Linked DNA regions of Zea mays: region 1 is linked to region 2. Evidence: chromatin contacts called from public Hi-C data. All regions are on one chromosome and are shown on one strand. Each heading gives the region's core, a stretch centred on a gene start, on an enhancer-like site or on the middle of the called end of the contact. The rest is flanking DNA. Distances are from core to core; before and after follow the strand shown.

Region 1 (2,700 bases), core at 79-2,578, 170 kb after region 2:
GTTACTTGTCATCTCAGATTACACAACTTTAGGTATTTCTGTCTTTGTGAGAAAAGTACCAAAATAGTTTCACATGTGTTTAATTTGAATATTTTGTGTGCCGTTGCAACGCACGGGCACATACCTAGTTATATTTATAATTTTAGATACATAATTAGACAAATAATTTCATATATATATATATATATATATATATATATAAACATATATCACAATTCTGAATGCTCTCACATAATAACATCACATAATAACAGAATCATGAGTATTGTAGATAAAAATATACTGGTTGTTATAAAATCAGTTCCTCAATCGAGCCGTTATCGTGCCTACCCTTTAACCGGACCAGATTCATGCCTGCATCGTGGGCTAGACGGCCGGCCCAAGCCCGGCACAGCTATCGGGCAGGCCAATCCGAGTACCGTTTTAGTCGGGTCAGGCCATGCTTATGCCGGGTCACGACTGTGCCGGATGACAGGCCCACTGTCAGACCAGCCCATTTGGACATGTGTACTACTCGTGCATAGCATAACCCAAGAACATCAACAAAAGGGCCATAAACGTACACAGAACACACGACAAGATAGCTCGCCATTAGATTAACTAAGCAACGCAAAATAGCTAGGAGGTCTAGATTTTTCAGGATCCCACACGCAGCCGACCTGAGGCATGGATCGATGGATCTGGACTCTGGAAGTTGGGCGTGGCCGCCGTTGCCAGGCGGGACTACTACACGGCCCTGACGGCGAGCTTCATGCCGGCTTGGCAGTGTCCCCGCACGGTGCAGGCGAAGTAGTGCGTGCCTCTGCCGAGCCTCACCTTGTCGCGCCCGCTCCGCAGCACCCTCGCGCCCTTGTTGGGCACCGCGCAGCTCCGGTACGCCGCCGCGTTCACCACCGCCACGTCGTGCACCGCACGGTTGTAGCTGAACACTGCGCGCGCACAATGCCGGCATGCCGCCGCCCGCCGATCGTCACGGCACGCCGCACGCGTAAGGGAGGGGCACAGGCAGAGAATATACGCGCGGAGGAACAACAGCTTGTCGATATATATATGTACTACGTACCGAGCACGTCGCCGGCGCGGAAGGTCCTCCCCTTGGCCCACCTGTCGACGTTGAACTTCCACCCGCCGTAGTCGCCGACCATGTACGACGCCGCCGCCTCGGCGACCGGCGGGGCACTCGTCGCCACGAAGAGGCCGACCAGGAGCACCAACGCGATGACGCCGCCGCCGCCGATCGCACCACCTCTTCCCCGAGCCATCATCATCACCGCACCGGGTATTGGAAGGGACGACTGGGTGATCAGATTGGTTGCACTTGCACCACACAGTAGCAAGAGCTCGCGCGGCGGCGCTGCTTTTTATAGCGCGTTCCGCCTTGGCCAAGGCGGGTGCAGTCGTGCAGACGAGGCGAGAGTAGTGTGGGTGCGTGAACCGGCGCTCCGGTAGTGGCGCGGTGTGCTGGTGATGCATGCACAGGCAGCACAGCCAGCCGCGCTAATTAAACCTGGCTAGTCGGTGGGCGCGAGCGATCGAGCGTAGGGACGAAACAAAAAAAAAATTGAGATGTGGTCGTAGAGCACTCCGGAAAGTAACATGGTGTTTGGTTCGAGGAATGAGTCATCTTCTCACTCACTTTTTTGTTTGGTTTGTGGAGCGAAAAGAGTTGATTCATCACCACCTTATTACTCGTAGGTAGTTAGTTGGTACCATCAAATTTAAGGATGAACTTATTATGCACTATCTCATTTTGAACTCAGTGACTATTTAAACCAAACACCTCTAACAGGGTATTTGATTTTACGAATAAGCTAGTTCAATCATCTTTTTTTATTTGATTTGTGAAATAATATAAGTTAATTTATTACCATCTAATTCCTCATAGTTAGTCAGTTAGTTACGAGAAATAGAATCATCCTATTAAATTTTAAGGAATACATTTATGATACAACACCTCATGTTAATAGAATGTTAAATAGAGTGATTCCTCAACCCAACTTCTAATGTGCTCGCAGGCGCATCTCCCAACGCATATGGCCCGAACGGGCTGATCAGCTAGAGCCTGCATCCGCCGCCGAGTTGCGAGGATTAGCTGAATGCCTGAAACCGAAAGCAAAATCCAGTTATCTTTAGCTTCCGGTTACAAACAGTTCAGTTGGTCTCGTCTCAGCGAAAGTGGGTCCTGCGATCTGAATCTAGCAATGCCAGCTACTAGCATGTGGATATGAATATTGAATCGTGCAAAAAGGTTCTCTATAGTCCAGATGCAAGCTTTATCATCAGGGACCTAAAATGGCAGCCAAGTCCTCATTGCGTTGCTGCAAAATCCACCTTTTGAGTAAACTTGCCGTGGACGCGAAGGATTATTATTGTTGCTGCTGCCTGCATGGCAACCTTCGTGTCAAACTGTCGACGGATCAGAGATCCATGATGGCTCTAGTAACATATTTACAGCCCTAAGGATGTCCACGGCACACCGTGTACATAGAAAATTTACACTGTAGATAACACTATTTGCAAAATAAACTTTAAAATAGATGATGAGATAGATGATAAGATAGTGCAGCTATTGGAGATAGCTAAGTCAAGTCTTTGATTTACACCATACTAGCCGTAGCCGTGACACCGCATGCAAACTGGCCATTATCAAGAACGCCGCAGGCCCGCAGCAGTTTAAGACGTTCAGGGTGATGAAATAAA
Region 2 (2,700 bases), core at 200-2,699:
GTTGCCTTGCGTTCCCTATTTTTCAGCCTACTTGAGTAGAACTCAGATGCAGGCTCAACAACCGTACCAACCTAAAGCCAACATTGAAATATTCAGTACGTCAGCTACAGAAGAGCTAGATAAAGATTTCCACATATAAGGATTGATAAAAAATGCTGAATAAATCTGCATTATGGTGATTACTCTACTTACTTGGAAGTACTTGGGAAGGGCCTTGGACTTTCCTGCCCGCTTGAAGTGCCTTTTTGGGTCAATTACATGCCTCAGCTGCAAAAACAGATGGCAACCATACTATCACATAAGCATCCCAAAGGATAAACCAGGATCACTAAACACAGAATACCAATTGAGTTGAGATAGGCACATCTAACACTGCTTGAATCTCAAGTAAAACAATTCCAGTTCTTTCTTGCAAAAGTAAAAGAGCTTCGATCAGATGGTTACACTGTCAGATGGTTGCAGTAAACTGCTCTCCATGTTCGCCCTACTAGTCTCCTACACACTGATCCAAGGGCAGCTGCACAGGTATGTTTTGCTTGCTTTATCATACGTTGGTCCCGAATTTCTTGACAGCATATTGTCCGTTAATCCGTTTTACAGGCTATTATGGCATCCTACAGCTAGTAAGGTAACTGAATAGGAGTAACACCACACCTGCAAAATCTCGAGATCCTTCTTCAACTCGGGAGTGATGGTCGGCGCGGGCATGTCGAACCTGAGAAATGCAGCAGCAAAGCGCACATGAGGCCTACCATGCGGTCGCAATCAATCATGAAAACAAGGGTAAATTCCGGAAAAAAAAAACTGACCAGCCCTTGCCGGCGGTGTCCTTGACGTTCTTCCTAGCCAGCTTATTCAGCTGCCTAGGGTCCCTCGGGGGCACGAACAGCCCGTCCACGAGCTCGCTCGTGCGCTTCCAGAGCGAGCCCTGCGCGGTGCTCGGATCCGGCGCGTGGTCGATCTTGCTGCCGCCGCTGGTCGTTGCAAAGGAAGGAAGCTTGGGAGCCCATGACAGGCCGATCGGCGCCGCCGTCTCCGACATCGGGCGTAGCGCGGTGAGTTCAGAAACTATTACGTCTCTCGCCAAGGTATTGTGTTAATCCGCCGCCGCGGCAGCCGGCAGGGTTGGAGGTTGGACGGGAAAGGGAAGAAGAAGCGTGGCGGCGTGGCGGCCGTGGGACGGTGGGGGGAAAGCAGGGGCTGTGCTGTGAGACAGAGAGGAGACTAGGGCAGGAGGTTTAGCAGGCTCGTGCGTTCTGGGCCATCAATTCAATGGTTTCCGCGGGCCAAGAAAATTCTACGGGCCGTATTATGTGATCCCGAGTTCCGTGCGCGATGCCGTCGTGGCCTCGTGAGTCACACGGCGAGTCGACGACGGACGACCACGGCCACGGCCACGGCCACGGCTTGGTTTCATCAGAGTTCAGTAAATTCAGAGCTCAGAGCACAAAGACAGCAGCCTCTGTGTCACGTCGTCCCGTGTGGAGGGGCGCAAGACTCGGTTTAGGCCGCGCCTCGCCATCGCTGGTGCTCGGCTGCTCGCTGCTGTGTACCATTCGGAAACGAATCCGGACCCTGAACCACCTGAGACGAAACCAAACTCCGATAAAACAGGAGCTCCCGAGCACCCCAACTCTCCTCCGATCGATGCGCGCGCATCCTGTATCGTAGCGGACTGCGGACCTAACCGCGCCCGCCGCGTACGTTGTAGCGGGGCCGGAGAGAAAATAAGGCACGCCCCGCCCTGCGCCGCGGCCGCGCGATCTCTTGTCGAGGCAATGGGGGCGCTGCCGGCGGGCCTGCCGCCGCTGCCGCCACATCTGGGGACTCTGCGATCGACGCCGGATCAGCGCGGGGCGCAGGAGCCGCTGCTAGGGCTCGACTGGAGCGTCGCCGACGGTGACGGTGGCGCCGGGGAGCAAGCGGCGTGGGGGGTGGGTGACGGTTCCGCGAGGGGCGTCGTGGGGCGCCTGCGGCGGGCGGCCAGGGCGGTGCGCTCGCTGGTCGTCGAGATGTGGGAGTTCGCGCGCAAGGACCCGCGGAAGCCCGTGTTCGCGGCGAAGGTTGCCGTGGCGCTCGCGCTCATCACGCTGCTCGTCTTCCTCCGCGAGCCCAGCGATATCGCCAGCCATTCTGTATGGGCCATACTCACCGTCGTCGTCGTGTTCGAGTTCAGCATCGGTACGTTGCTGCACCCTTGCTTCGCGATCGCCGACGTTTCCTCTCTCTTTCCCGAAACCGTTAGTCGTCGCCGTCGCCGTCGATTCGAAATCTCGGTGCATGACTGAACCATGTCAAATTCCCTCTATGAAGATCATTTTAAAAAATCCCTCTAGGAAGATATATGGTCAGGTCACAATGTTTGCTAACCTTTGCAGCTATGTTTGATAGAGTTATATGCTACTAGGACATACTCATTAGTCATTACCATATTCCATGAGTCTGAACAACCTCACATAAATGAAAACATGTTTTACTTGTTTATTTTTACATATTCAATCTCTAACTCGGTTTTTTAATGTTAAACAGGTGCAACTTTGAGCAAAGGGTTCAACAGGGGATTGGGTACTCTTATTGCAGGGGGCCTTGCTCTATTGGTCGCTGAGCTAGCGGCACAAATGGGAAAATATGACATGTTGGTCCTCATCATAAGCACTTTTGTAGTTGGTGAGTACTGGAAATTGCTGAGATCACTAAGTG

What was found. Hi-C and Micro-C count contacts between places; a contact is called where the count stands out from the background.
Region 1: a Hi-C map of tassel shows a contact between it and region 2, with 5 times the contacts expected there. The contact joins the promoter of LOC100282003 here to the promoter of LOC103627688 in region 2. A contact is called at or near these places in 5 of 25 Hi-C or Micro-C datasets (ear, leaf, root tip and 1 more).

The regions. Positions count from the first base shown.
Region 1 is chr5:212,984,358-212,987,057 of Zm-B73-REFERENCE-NAM-5.0, forward strand. It overlaps LOC100282003, which reads right to left and starts at 1,329. Exons shown (of 2, transcript NM_001154917.2): 1 at 1,064-1,329; 2 at 262-929. The coding sequence starts at 1,268. The coding sequence ends at 727. It also overlaps the pseudogene LOC100193351.
Region 2 is chr5:212,812,586-212,815,285 of Zm-B73-REFERENCE-NAM-5.0, forward strand. It overlaps LOC103627688 (aluminum-activated malate transporter 9), which reads left to right and starts at 1,450. Exons shown (of 6, transcript XM_008647981.3): 1 at 1,450-2,181; 2 at 2,530-2,667. The coding sequence starts at 1,779. LOC100276488 (Fcf2 pre-rRNA processing protein) reads right to left here and starts at 1,240. Exons shown (of 5, transcript NM_001150262.1): 1 at 810-1,240; 2 at 655-715; 3 at 193-267; 4 at 1-71. The coding sequence starts at 1,042.